Regions from separate parts of the Sus scrofa genome. Here regions 2, 3 and 4 are each linked to region 1. Evidence: chromatin contacts called from public Hi-C and HiChIP or PLAC-seq data. All regions are on one chromosome and are shown on one strand. Each heading gives the region's core, a stretch centred on a gene start, on an enhancer-like site or on the middle of the called end of the contact. The rest is flanking DNA. Distances are from core to core; before and after follow the strand shown. Region 1 overlaps CDK18 (cyclin-dependent kinase 18). Region 2 holds the start of KLHDC8A (kelch domain-containing protein 8A). Region 3 overlaps SLC45A3 (solute carrier family 45 member 3). Region 4 has its middle 28 kb from the start of SLC45A3.

Region 1 (3,403 bases), core at 234-2,733:
AGGTAGCTCCCCATGTCCTTCACTTCCACCCAGTCCTCATCCCCATCCCAGCCGTGAGGCAGAGGCACAGGGTCCCCCACGGGATACGCTCCCACCTTCCACTGCTCCCTTTCTTTGCGCTCCCCCAGATTTTCATGTTCCAGCTGCTCCGGGGTCTTGCCTACTGCCACCGCCGCAAGATCCTGCACCGCGACCTGAAACCCCAGAACCTGCTCATCAATGAGAAAGGGGAGCTGAAGCTGGCTGACTTTGGTGAGAGCCAGAGCCCACAGGGCTGGGCTGGGAGCAGGGGCCCTTGACATGATCTCCGCAGGATGTGGATGCTGTGGGGAGAGGTTGAGTGATGGGTCTGTCTGTAGGACTGGCCCGGGCTAAGTCAGTGCCCACGAAGACCTACTCCAATGAGGTGGTGACCCTGTGGTACAGGCCCCCCGACGTGCTGCTGGGGTCCACAGAGTACTCCACCCCCATCGATATGTGGTAAGTGAGGGCCATGGGACCCAGGTTAGGGTTAGGGTTAGCAAGTCCCTACCCCCAAACTTGCTTTTGCTGCCCCGAGAGTCCTTTGAATTCAAAACTTTGTGGCAGAGTTCCTTGGTGGGATCTGGCATTGTCCCTCCTGTGGCGTGGGTTCAGTCCCCGGAATTTCTGTATGCTGTGGACACCTCCCAAAACCAAACAGAACCAAAAGCCATGTGGCATCCTGCTGAACTGGTTAAGGAATTAAGTCTGAGCTACACTGGGGTTTCTTGGGCTTTAAATAGACCTTCCAAGGCTGTGCTTCTGAAATTTTCCCACAGGGGTACCTGGGGGTTACCAGAGGATACAGGAGTCCCCCACAGTAAATATGGTGACTCTTCCCCAAGCATCAGTTCTCCTCAAAATCTAGAAGGGATTTATTATTTTTCTGTTAAAATTAACACACACCTGATTCGGTGTAGGATGAAAAGCCAGCCCAATTTTAAAGCTAAAACACAGGTTTCCAATGAATGGCCGCTGTGTCTATGCCTGGGGTATCCTTGGAGAATGGATTAGTGGATTTCTCTCTTTCAGTGGGGTACACAGTGGAAAAAGGTTGAGACAACCCAGCTTTGAAGACCTACCACATGGGTGCTGGCTGTGCAGGTCCAAACCCTACAGAGTGAAAGGGGAGAGGGCAAAGCATCCTAGAGCCCAGAGAAGCCCGCAGAGGAAGGCTGGAGTCGGGGGCTGTGCTATGCTAGGAACTTCTCCAGCCCTGGGCCACTCACCCCAGTGCCATGAGCCATTCGAGCCACCATGGCAGGGCATCGTGGTAGCGCCAGAGGCCCAGCCTGACGCCGCCCCTGTCCCTTGCTCCCTGCAGGGGTGTGGGCTGCATCCACTACGAGATGGCCACAGGGAGGCCTCTCTTCCCCGGCTCCACGGTCAAGGAGGAGCTGCACCTCATCTTCCGGCTCCTCGGTCAGTCTCCTGCCGCTCCCTCCCTCTCACCACGAGGGGGCGCCAGAACTCTGTCCAGCTCAGGCGCATGTTGCCAACGGGAAGAGCAGCTCCCACCCAGTCTCCAGGGGGGTGGATCTCCATGGGGCGGGGACTCTTGTGGCCTCAGCTGTTCTCAGCCCCCGCCTGACCTCCTACCTTGCACCCCCCAAGTCGCCCTTGGCCCTGGCCTCTCACCCCTCCCCGCGCCTTCTCATCTCTCCAGGGACCCCTACCGAAGACACGTGGCCTGGGGTGATGGCCCTGACCGAGTTCCGAGCCTACAACTTCCCCCGGTACCTCCCCCAGCCGCTCATCAGCCATGCTCCCAGGTAGCCCTTCCTCCCACACCCTCTCCTGCTGGTGGTCCTGGCTGTCCCTCCCGGAGGTGGTCGCAAGCCCCACCTGCCTCCACCCTGCCCCCCAGGTCAGGCCTGTGCCTGCTCCTTCCTCCTGCAGGTTGGACACTGAGGGCATCAACCTCCTGACCAGCCTCCTCCTGGTGAGTGTGCTTCCGGCCAGGGCCAGGGCCAGGCAGGCAGAGAGCTGAAGCCCCAAGACTCCACCCAGCCCTCCGTCCCAGCCGCACCCATGTGCTCACAGGCCCTTAAGCCTGAACCCTCCACCCCCCACCCCCGACCCCTGAGCCCAAGACGAATGCTGACTTCCTCAGGCTTCAGAGTGGGGGCGCTCCAAACTCAAACCCCAGTTCAAACCGCAGCTGTGTAGCTGTGGGCAAGTTACCTCAACTGCAAGGTGGAATTAATTATTCACATTTTATGAGATGGTTGTGAGGATACATTGAGGTTATGGAACAGGCTTAGAATGGAGGCTGTCTTGAAGAAGCACACAATAAAGAATAGTTGTTAGTATTACTTGTTAATATTACTAGTATTCATGTGATGATCTTGGATGCTGCAGCATCTGTATTTCTGTCCCAAGAGGCAGTCATGCTCTGAAAGTCCCATTTGTGTTTTTGTTTCCTGGTGGCTGGAGCCCAGGGACCCTGACCAATGAGACTGCCTTGGGCTGTCAGCTCAGGCCCTCCGGTGTTTCCTCTGCTTAGCATAGAAATGGCATTGCCCGGAGGGGTCCTGCTGTCCCCCAGCCAGGGCCCAACAGCCCACCCTCTGCCTTTCAGTATGAATCCAAGAGTCGTGTGTCAGCAGAGGCGGCCCTGAGGCACCCCTACTTCCGGTCCCTGGGGGAGCGTGTGCACCAGCTCGAAGACAGTGAGTGTGCAGGGAAGGTTGGGGGAAGGGGGGCAGGGCCACCCCAGAACTAAGGAAAGGGGGCAGCCGGTGTGGGCGGAGGAGCTGGAACAAAGAGGCCAAGGCTCTGGGTCTAGCTGAGCAGCCTGGCTTCCGCTCCTTACGTTCTCGTTTGTAACGAAGGCATCAGACCCTGAGGACCCCAGGTGCTTGCCCCTAAGTCCCAGCTGGGTGCTGCTGGGCCAGTCCTAACTGAAGTGGGTGCGCCCAGCTCCGCGCGCATGCGCAGTCAGCATGGGGGCCCGCAGGTTGCAGAAGCAGGGCCAGCTCCGCTCAGCTGTCTCCGTGCCTCCCTTCTCTCTCCCGCCAGCTGCCTCCATCTTCTCCCTGAAGGAGATCCAGCTCCAGAAGGATCCAGGCTACCGGGGCCTGGCCTTTCAGCAGCCAGGTAGGGGCTTGTGCCTCCCCCACCTCCTCCCCTTGTTAGAGGAGAGCAGGGCAGGCAGCTCCCTGCTCGCGAGGAACAGAAATAGAGCCCAGCAGCCCCCTCCTGCCATGGGAATCAGCGTGGCCTCCCCGACTTTGGCCTGCCTTCCGGGGGCCCGTGGGGAGCGGGGAAGGGGCTGGTTTCCTTATCTCCTGCCCAGACTTCCTCCTCCAGCATCTCCCTCCTCAACCCCCACCCGAGACAGAACGCTGCGTCTGACAGTGGCCCTGGCTAAGGTGCGAGC
Region 2 (3,085 bases), core at 216-2,715, 170 kb before region 1:
AAAGCCAGCGGGTCTCTAGTTTTAGTGTCCACTATAAGGATCGAACGGTACCAGGAATGTGACAGCGGCCTCCAACGCGGTGTTGGCTTCCATCCCTTTCCCCACGGACCCCCCCACTCCCTTCTCTCCGCCCGCCCTCAGCCCTGACCCCACTCGCCTTTGGCCGTGACCGAAATGCCCATGGCGGCCTCACGCAGCATGCTCCTCTTCTTCCACTTGCCCTCATCGATGTTGTACATCTCCACGACCTTCAGGGGCAGCTGACTGGTGCCCACACCCCCGATCACCATGATCCGCTTCCCCAGGGCGGTGACGGCCACCCCGGCTCGGGCCGTGGGCAGGGGGGGCAGGGCGGTCCACTGGTCGGCCTCGGGGGAGTAGACCTCAAAGCAATCCATGGGGACGCCGTTGTCGTCACATCCCCCGATGGCATAGACCTGCCCCCCGGTTTCCAGCAGGGAGCAGTAGACCCGGCGGCTGGGCAGTGGCGCCAGGCGCTTCCACTGGAAGTCCTTGACGTTAGGCACCTCCATGGCAGCCCCGAGGGCCCCGCCCGCCGTGGCCCCGCGGAGCGCCAGGGCGCCGGGAGAGGTGCGAGGCTGGGGATCCGCCGGTTACTCCGCGCCCCCTCTCGCCTCCTCCATCTCGCTCCCGTCCGCCGGCTCCCGCCCGACCCCCGGCAAGGGCCCCGACGCCGGCCAGCGCTTCACCGTCCCTCCAGACTCAGCGGTCCGGCGGCGTCCGCGCCCGGCCCTGCGGGAGGAATGGGGGGCGAATCAAGGGCAGCCGGGGCCACGCGCCCTGGCCTCCTGGCGCGGGCGGGCGCGCCGGCTCCCAGCCCCCGGCCAACTTTCAAGGGAAGACGAGGCGGCGAGAGCGCCACCCCGCGGCGGCATCACGCCCGCTCCGCTTTGTCCCCAGCCTCTCGCCGCTGGCCGCTCCCCAGCTCGCGGAAACCCGCGGAGCGAGGGGGGGCCGGGGGCGTTCAGGGATTGGGAGGTCCGGCTGCTTCCCGGAGAAGCGAGGAGTTAACACCTTTCTCCGCGACGCCTGCCTCCCCCAGCCTCTGCTCCCGGCAATCCCCCGTCCCCGCCCCCGCGCCACTTACACAGCCAGGCCGGAGGAGCGCGGCGGCAAGGCGCAGGCAGCGCATTACCCGAGAGCGGCGCGGGGAGCGGAGGAGAGGGCGCTCTGTCCTTCCCCAGTCCGATCGCCGCCGTCACACATGCAGATGAGGAGAATAAATGAGCAGCGGGAAGGAGAAACCGAGCTGCGGCCAGGGGGTGGGGTAAGGGGAGGCCGGCGAGCCTGCTCCACGCACATCCCCACCTGTGCAGGAATCCGCGTGCACCCCGTGGCCGAGCGAGCCGTGACCTCTTTACATAAGCCTTGGCTGGCACCCGGCCCGCGGGGGAGGGAAAGGGCCGGCGGGAGACGCTCACCTTATCTACCGTTCAGGGAAAGCGGGGCACTAGATCCAAGTACCCACATGACAGGGACCAGACTCCCTCCAGTGTGGGGGTGGGCGGTTTGTGAGTGTTTGTTTTGGATGAGGAGGCGGAGAGTCCAATTACCCAGTTTATCTACAGTACACAGACCCTGTTCGTGACAGGCTGGCTCAGTAGTCGGCTTTGCTTTGGAGAGGTATTATCAAATGGTTTAACCTACTATAAACAAGTGATGTGGGTGTGACACGCGCAGACCTGACACAGGTGCATCCAAACAGCAGGTACACCCCGACCTGCGCACATATGCCTTACCTCACACATCCTCTCTCCCTCCACCGGGAAATAGTCATAGCCGGGGAAACTGACACATGCCCAGTGACGTGGACACAGCCAGAGACACAAACATGTAAAGACAAATGCGGGGGTGGTCCCTCCCACATCACCCGTCTTCACACACCTCAGGAAGGGGAAACCAGGTCATCACATCTTGGTTCTCAGCACCAACCCACAGGGCTTGCCAAATAATTCTTTTAAGCCACTCTCTAATGGCCTTATGAGGGCAGTCGTCCCCAGTAACAAAGTGCCCAGGACACCTATCAACTCCTTGGTGTGATGAACTTCAGGCATCTGGGGGCCTCCTACCTGGTTCCCTTGAATAGAGCCAAGTCTTGAAACACTCTGGCTTGGGAGGCTAACAGACTTGGGTTTGAACTCTGACTCTGAAATGATTTAACTGCTCTGAGCCCGAGTTTCCCTATTTTATTTAGGTTAAACCTTGTATTTTGAGATAAACTGTGGATTCACATGCAGTTGTAAGAAATAACATCTTTTAACCCAGTTTCCCTCAGCAGTAGCATCTTGCAAAAGGTATAGTACAATAATATCCTAACCAGGATATGGAAGTTGATGAGTCAAGATACAGAGTATTTCCATCACCACAAGAACCTTTCATGATGCCTTTTTTAAAAGATCGAAGTATAGTTGATTTACAACATTGTGTTAATTTCAGGTGTACCTGTTGCCTTCTTATACCCATGCCTTCCCTCTCCTCCTTGGCAACTACCAATCTGTTCTCCATAATTTTGTCACTTCAAGAGTGTAAGAGTGTTATATAAATATAATCTTTATGCAACCTTTTGGGATTGGCTTTTTCTTTGCTCCCAGCATAATTCCGTGGAGATTCATCCAAGTCGTTGCATGTTTCACTCTTTTTTTTTTTTTTTTTTTTTTTTTTTGCTTTTTGGGGCTGCTCCTGCGGCATATGGAGGTTTCCAGGGTAGGGGTCTAATCGGAGCTACAGTGGCTGGCCAACGCCATAGCCACAGCAACGCAGGATCTGAGCTGCATCTGCGACCTATGCCACAGCTCACGGTGGCAACACGGGATCCTTAACCCACTGAGTGAGGCCAGGGATCAAACCTGCCACTTCATGGTTCCTAGTTGGATTTGTTTCTGCCTGCACCACGACAGGAACTCCTGCTTCACTCTTTTTTTTTTCTGAGTAGCATTCCATAATATAGATATATCCTTGTAGATTTTTGTGACGATTAAATGAGATTATATTTGTAAAATGTTCAGTTCAGCTTCTGACACATGGTGACACATAGCAAGGTCCTGGTAAGTTGCTATTAATACTA
Region 3 (3,425 bases), core at 453-2,952, 160 kb after region 1:
GGAAGCCGTGGCCACCAGGAAGCCCCTCCCCGCAGAGGAGGAAACTGGGGATGGGGTAGGCGAGCCTGAGGAATAATGACTCAGCAGCAGAAAGGGGTGGGGTCACTCCACACCCGATTCCCCAGTGCACCCCAGCCCAGGCTGGCCAGCCCAGGCCCGGGGTGCAGGTGCAGGACCCCTCCACTCCAGAGGGGCCCCAGAATCTCACTCCATGTTGCCCTCTCCCAGGCGCTCTCGGCTGGGGGCAGCGCAAAGGTCTGGAGGGTCACTGAAACCTCTTGCTGGGTTCGCCCCCCTTCTTGCCCTGGTCCCAGGGGACTAGTGCGCTTGGCCTACCTCGTAAAACCGGGCACACCGCACTCCCCATGAGCTCTGCCCCCACGGCAGCTCCACAAGGAGCTTCGGAACGCCCCCCAAAAGAGCCTGTGCTGGCCAGACAGGAGCCGGGAAATGAAGAGCCTGTGGGCAGTGAGCTCCCCATGGTGATCACAGACGCCCTGGCCAGGATGCTGTGCCGTGGGAAGTCCTACCTGGGCAGCCAGGGAGAGGGGGACCTGGGACTAGTCTATGAGGCTTCCAGGCCATAGTCAGTTGACTCTCTGGGTTCACGGACGCACTTCCAAAGAAGCAAAAGTCGTTTTGCGCACCCCCCAATTCCACCCTACCAAAGGCAACGGTGATTTGCACAAATAGCCAAGGGCACCCCCCACCCCAGACCTCCCAGAGCTTCCACAGACACTGAGAACCCCCGCTCAGAATGCAACCTCTCCACCTCGAGGGAATTGTAAGCAGAGAGGAAGAGCCCACCCCCACCCAGACTGCTCCCTAGCTCCTGCCTCCCCAGGGCCCAGAGGCCAGGGATTTAGAGTCTGCCCTGCTGCGCTGCCTTTTCTTCACTCGGACTGGAAGCCTTCTGCTTAGCAGCTTGTCAGAGAGAGCGAGGGGCTGCAGGCCGGGACACAAAGAGGGATTAGGGAGAAACCTCTCGGCCTGCAGAGTAATCCATCAAACTCCCTCCCGGCTGCCAGCGCCGGCCCCTTCCCACTCAATCCCCCTTCCAGCTGCTGTGGGCCCCCACCCCCTCCAGCTCCTGAGCCCTGTCACATCAGGCAGCAAAGAGAATCCCGGTCCCTGGGGGGGGGGGCGAGGGGGCACACGGCAGACACTGGGAAAAGGGCAACGGCTCCCTCCCTCCACTCACCCCCAATGTGTGAAAACCCAACAGGTGGCAGTGGCTTGGAGGAAAGTTGCTTTTGTTGCCCTGTCTGAGAGCCCCAGCCCAGCTACTGAAAGGAAACAAATGCGGAGGAGGCTGGGGGAAGGGGAGGGGGAAGGACATTGGGCAGTTCCTGGAGCCTGCTCTACTCTCCCCTCCCTTCTCCCATCCAGTGACAGGGATTCCGGAGCTGGCCTGACCCTCCCCCGGACCCGGCCAGGCAAAGCACCCTCCCAGGATCACCTGGCCATCCCATGGGGGCAGTCATCGTGGAATCACATCTGACTCCAAGCACCCAGCCTCCCCATCAGACTTCCTTTCTGCCAACAGCTGTGACACAAGGTCACTCGGGGTCACCTTGACCAAGTGCCTTGCGAAGCAAGACAGTCAGTATTCTTCAACCTGGAGAAGAATTCTTCCACTCCAGGAAGGCCTCTGTGCACAGACCTCCCCGAACCCAGGGGATTCTACAGGGTGACCTAGGTTCGGCAGTCGGGCCTGGGGTGGCAGGCCATACTACATCACTATAACTATGTGACTTCCTTTTTTTTTTTTTTTCTTTTTAGGGCTGCACCCAGGGCATAGGGAAGTTCCCAGGCTAGGGGTCCAATCAGAGCTACAGCTGCCGGCCTACACCCCAGCCACAGCAATGAAGGATCCAAGCCGAGTCTGCAACCTCCACCACAGCTCATGTCAACTTGGGATCCTTAACCCACTGAGCGAGGCCAGGGATGGAACCAGCATCCTCATGGGTCCCAGTCGGGATGGTTAACCGCTGAGCCACAAAGGGGACCCCACTATGTGACTTTTCAATTGACCTCCCTAAGCCTCAGTTTCCTCCTCGGCAATTAACAGGAGCAGCTAACACTGGGGCCCTCTTCTGAGCGCTGTCATCTTCTAGCGGCCTAAGGAGGTGGGTACAACGAGCATACCCATTTGACAGGCAAGGAAAATCTAATACCAGTTGTGTAGTGCGTTTGAGAGAAAACACGTGGAAGTTCCCGGCAGCCACTTCTCCAGTTGTCTGGGCTACCACCGTGGAGAAACCGGGGAAGGGGTTTCTCGTTCCCAAGAGGAATGGCAGAGGGGGACCAACACTGCCTCTCTTCTGGGCTCCCATCCCCTCACCCACGTGCCTCCCACTAGGGCCCTAGTGCCTCTTTCAGCCCCCAAAGGCAAGAGGAATGCTGAGAATGTAAACCTCCCCAGGTGCTGGCCCCAGCAGGTGAGATCACTGCCCCCCTGCCAAGTTGAAGGTTGACAGAGGAAGGGATAAACATCCCGGTTAGGAGACAGGGTGGTTCCCAACCACAGGGAAAACAACTACGTGGCAGACACCTGTTCACTGTCTCTCCTACGCTGGGTACCTGACATACCTACAAAGTCTCCCCCCTGTCCCGCCCCTGAGGGCTGCACCTGCAGCATATGGAAGTTCCCAGGCTAGGGGTTGAATCAGAGCTGCACCAACGCAGGATCCAAGCTGCATCTGAGCCCTACACCACGTGAGCGCAACCTGCGGCAATGCCAGATCCTTAACCCACTGAGCGAGGGCAGGGACTGAACCTGCATTCTCATGGATACCAGTCAGGTTCTAAACCACTAAGCCGCAATGGGAACTCTGAAAGTCAGTATTTAACATTCCTAATTCACAAAGACTGAAAATGGAGTCTCAGGGTTCCCGCTGTGGGCAGTGGGTATTCACGACCTGGCGCATCTCCATGGCAGTGCCGGCTTGATCCCCGGCTAGGCACAGTGGATTAAAGATCCGGCAACCACAGCTGTGGCTTGGATTCGATCCCTGCCCAGGGAATGTCCAGATGGCACAGGTGCAGCCAAAAAGGGAGGGAAAAAAAGAAAGAAAAGGGAGTCTTAGAAAAATTCATTAACAGGCCCAAGGGTGCACACGTAAAGTGGGTTGAATGGAAAATCCAAACCCTTCAAAAATTCTAGAAAGTGTTCTGAACTAGAAGCCAGGACAGTGTAGTCCAGTTTCAGCAACTTCTATAGCTGTGAAAGCTATAGCTGTGAATAAGCCACTTACCTCTCTGGGCTCAGCTTCCCCACCTGTGAAATGAGAGCCAGGCTAGATGCTAAGGTTCTTTACAACTGAACGGCTATGTGATCGCACACTGTTCGTATGAGATGTGAGCCCCAGGCAGGATCCTCACTGTGGACAGGTGCCCACTGAGCGCTCAATGACAAGGCCACA
Region 4 (3,499 bases), core at 791-3,290, 200 kb after region 1:
GCAGCTATTAAAAAAAAAAAAAAAAACCGGAGTTCCCGTCGTGGCGCAGTGGTTAACGAAGCCGACTAGGAACCATGAGGTTGAGGGTTCAATCCCTGCCCTTGCTCAGTGGGTTAACGATCCAGCGTTGCCGTGAGCTGTGGTGTAGGTTGCAGACATGGCTTGGATCCCACATTGCTGTGGCTCTGGTATAGGCTGGCAGCTACAGCTCCGATTAGACCCCTAGCCTGGGAACCTCCATATGCCACGGGAGCGGCCCAAGAAATGGCAAAAAAAAAAAAACCCCAAAAGTGCAATACAAATAACTGAAGGTTAACTAGCAGTATAACTATATAGTAATGCTGCCAGTTTCCTTCAGACAAATTTTTTAAATTCAGCATTAGAATTATGTGGAAAAGTACTATTACTGGTTTATTGGTTTATTTTATATATATATATATATATATATAGGCTTTTTAGGGCTGTACCCTAGGCCTATGGAGGTTCCCAGGCTAGGGGTCTAATCGCAGCTGTAGCCACCGGCCTATGCCACAGCCACAGCAACACCAGATTTGAGCCGCATCTGCGACCTACATACACCACAGCTCACCGCAACACTGGATCCTCAACCCACTGAGCGAGGCCAGGGATGGAACCCGCAATCTCATGGTTCCTAGTCGGATTTGTTTCCACTGTGCCATGACAGGAACTCCTATAATAATTTTTAATAAGTTAAACATATCTAGTCCCTTAAATGAAGAACCTAGAAAAAAAGGGAGAAATAAGCATTAACAAAGATTGTGATGAAATGGTTTGTGTGAACCTAAAAAGGTAACTAAATAAATATAACAAAATCATATGGAAACCTATGATCACCTTTGCTCAATTCATCTATGTATCAGTGTTCCTTTGCTTGGAGGATCGCCTACCTACATACCACTCTGTATGTCTGTGTGTGTACTTCAGAAAATAAAACTTTTGTTTTGGTTTGGTTTTGGGTTTGTTGTTGTTGTTTGCTTTTTAGGGCTGTACCAAAAGCGTATGGAAGTTCCCACGCTAGGGGTCGAATCGGAGCTATAGCTGCCAGCCTACACAACAGCCACAGCAACGCTAGATCTGAGGCTTGTCTTTGAGCTATACCACATCTCACTGCAACAATGGACCCTTGACGCATTGAGCGAGGCCAGGGATTGAACCCATGTCCTCATGGATGCTAGTCAGATTTGTTTCTGCTGAGCCATGATGGGAACTCCCTAGAAAATAAAACATTTTTAAAATTACCAAAAAAAAAAAAAAAAAGATTTTAAAGAGATTTTTAAAAAGATAAAAAGGAGGTCAGGCATGGGGTGGGGAGAGATGGGGGGCCAGTGGGTTAGTGGCCAGCCCAAGATCACCCCGAAAGCTGCTATGTGCTTCAACCCAACCAGCCACAAAGCTTCTCTTAGAACAGGTCACAAGATGAGGAAAGACAACTGTGGGCTTCAAGAAAAAAACTCATGCTTTAGTGGGTGTTACGTGCTGTTCTCAACTCTGTTGCTTAACATCTGTTGCACTTTTTATACAAATCACATGCATTTCCTGGAATAATCCAGTTTTAAATATTTCATTCTTTGGTTCCTTAAACCATAACAATAACACAAAACTGCAAATATTCTCAGAGCCAGACTATATCTGAAGACTGATTTTTTCCCAAGGAGGAGGAAGACCAAAATCTTCCTCACAGTTCCAACTGGGGGTTTGCAGTAGAGTCCCTGTAATTTTCATTGTCGATAAACATTGCTGGCTAAATGAGAGGTGAACTCTAGAAGCAACAGATGTTCTAGGACCTCCCATTTCCACGGTTGGGCGTCCTGTGGGTGTCCCCGCTTAGGCTTGGATCTCCCAGTGCGGGCATCTGCTTCTAGGTTGACTCTGAAGAAGAGTGAATGCCCATGCGCCAAACATGAGGTCTTATTGCTTCACTTGAGGGCGTGGGAAGAGAATGAGGGAAAGCAGGATGAGAGGAGGAGTGACCTGATTTGCGATGGCCCAAGATTAGCCTATTGTGCAAGGTCTAGGGCAATAGCCACTCTCTTCGACCAGGCGCCGCCTGTATCCTGTATACCTGAAGTCGCAGCTGCAGTTCCCTACAATGGAGCTTTGGAATCTAAGCTCTGCATTGTTCCAGGCTTACCAGGAAAGGCTATTTATCTTGTATTTGAGCCAAATGTGTGAGTCTCTACAGGACGGTTGGCTCCCCAACCACTTCTAGGGCTACCTGTATTAACAATATATTTGCCTCAAAAACCACGAACCCCCTAGAAACTGTTCATTCACAAAAGTAAGAAAAGGAGAAGCGAGAGGGTGGTAAATTAGGTCAGAGGCGAGGAAAAGACCAAACAGGGGAGCTTGGAGTCTGTAACTGAGCTGTGGCAAGCATTAGATATGCAGTGAGATTACTGAAAGCCCTAGATTATGTTCCAAGATCGAAACAGAATGTCAAGTCCTCCATAACTTCTTAAGACATCTAGTGTCTCAGAAAAGAGCTGTGCAACGTCATTCTTCTTGCCACCGTAGATGTGAAACCATGTTTTTTAAATGATCAGCAACTTATTCCTTTGGGTTGAATTAGAGAACGAATTTATAGTCACCAAGTGAGGATCCAGTGTATGTTACTGTCTGTAGGCACCTTCCGCGTGAAGACAAGTGTTTCACAATCTAATGATTTGGGGGTTTTTTTTGGCAGCGCCCAGGCCAGGAATGGAACCTGAGCCACAACAGTGACAACAGATCCTTAACTGCTAGGCCACCAGGGAATTCCCACAATCTGCGTTTTATTAATTATATCACTATACAGCTTGAGGTCATCGATGAAAATCAATTTTTACCATATAACCAATCATGTAGAGCTACCAAACTGGTAGTTATCCTAAAACTTTGGCCATCATTTTTCTTGTTCCAGTGACTCTCTACCTCCTTCAGAACCTTACCTAACCCATCAACCCTAATCTCGTATAGTCAGGAAAGCCCTGAATACATATATATATTTTTAAATTTTTGGGGGGGCCGCACCCGAGACGTATGGAGGTTCCCAGGCTAGGGGTCTAATCGGAGCTGTAGAGGCCAGCCTACGCCACAGCCACAGCCACATGGGATCTGAGCCGTGTCTCCAACCTACACCACAGCTCACAGCAACGCCAGATCCTTATCCACTGAGTGAGGCCAGGGATGGAACCTGCGTCTTCATGGATGTTAGTTGGGTTCATTAATTGCTGAGCCACGACGGGAGCTCCAAGACTACATATCTTGTGCCTACCCAAGGTGGAAAAAGTGTATTAAACACATTACATCAGTCACGGAAGTGGGTCTTGCACATTTAATAAAAGAGCTTGTATGCGTGTGTATGTGTGTGCCTGTCTCTCTTTTCATCAACCTAATAGTTAAAACACTACCAATAATAGTAATATATATGTAATCTTTTTCATCTACGACTTATTTCTTAGGTTTTTATTTTCACTTTTTACGTGTGTTTTCTTTTTCA

Evidence for each region. Hi-C and Micro-C count contacts between places; a contact is called where the count stands out from the background. HiChIP or PLAC-seq counts read pairs in DNA pulled down with a chosen protein or histone mark.
Region 2: a Hi-C map of subcutaneous adipose tissue shows a contact between it and region 1, with 2.0 times the contacts expected there. The contact joins the promoter of KLHDC8A here to the enhancer-like site in region 1. A contact is called at or near these places in 2 of 5 promoter capture datasets (fetal skeletal muscle and liver), 22 of 47 Hi-C or Micro-C datasets (alveolar macrophages, blood, brain and 13 more) and 1 of 2 datasets of contacts at active chromatin or transcription factors (skeletal muscle).
Region 3: a contact with region 1 is called in an H3K27ac HiChIP or PLAC-seq map of alveolar macrophages, with 3 times the contacts expected there. The contact joins two enhancer-like sites. A contact is called at or near these places in 2 of 5 promoter capture datasets (fetal skeletal muscle and liver), 29 of 47 Hi-C or Micro-C datasets (adipose tissue, alveolar macrophages, blood and 16 more) and 2 of 2 datasets of contacts at active chromatin or transcription factors (alveolar macrophages and skeletal muscle).
Region 4: an H3K27ac HiChIP or PLAC-seq map of alveolar macrophages shows a contact between it and region 1. The contact joins two enhancer-like sites. A contact is called at or near these places in 8 of 47 Hi-C or Micro-C datasets (embryonic fibroblasts, epiblast stem cells, fetal heart ventricle and 5 more) and 1 of 2 datasets of contacts at active chromatin or transcription factors (alveolar macrophages).

What each region holds. Positions count from the first base shown.
Region 1 is chr9:66,197,153-66,200,555 of Sscrofa11.1, forward strand. It overlaps CDK18 (cyclin-dependent kinase 18), which reads left to right. Exons shown (of 16, transcript XM_021063280.1): 9 at 129-252; 10 at 360-480; 11 at 1,346-1,443; 12 at 1,688-1,793; 13 at 1,921-1,963; 14 at 2,603-2,693; 15 at 3,043-3,120. Among named protein-coding and RNA genes, the nearest start is that of CDK18, 23 kb to the left of the region's middle. Within about 2 kb of position 1,484, at least 15 of the 83 cell types and tissues checked have an H3K27ac peak or open chromatin away from gene starts, as enhancers often do. A contact at or near this core is called in alveolar macrophages, epiblast stem cells and subcutaneous adipose tissue, where this site is marked.
Region 2 is chr9:66,025,167-66,028,251 of Sscrofa11.1, forward strand. KLHDC8A (kelch domain-containing protein 8A) reads right to left here and starts at 1,466. Exons shown (of 6, transcript XM_003357392.4): 1 at 1,109-1,466; 2 at 158-753. The coding sequence starts at 533.
Region 3 is chr9:66,355,534-66,358,958 of Sscrofa11.1, forward strand. The region is part of intron 1 of SLC45A3 (solute carrier family 45 member 3); the gene reads right to left. Among named protein-coding and RNA genes, the nearest start is that of SLC45A3, 8.8 kb to the right of the region's middle. Within about 2 kb of position 1,703, at least 9 of the 83 cell types and tissues checked have an H3K27ac peak or open chromatin away from gene starts, as enhancers often do. A contact at or near this core is called in alveolar macrophages, where this site is marked.
Region 4 is chr9:66,391,976-66,395,474 of Sscrofa11.1, forward strand. No RefSeq gene overlaps it. Among named protein-coding and RNA genes, the nearest start is that of SLC45A3, 28 kb to the left of the region's middle. Within about 2 kb of position 2,041, at least 18 of the 83 cell types and tissues checked have an H3K27ac peak or open chromatin away from gene starts, as enhancers often do. A contact at or near this core is called in alveolar macrophages and subcutaneous adipose tissue, where this site is marked.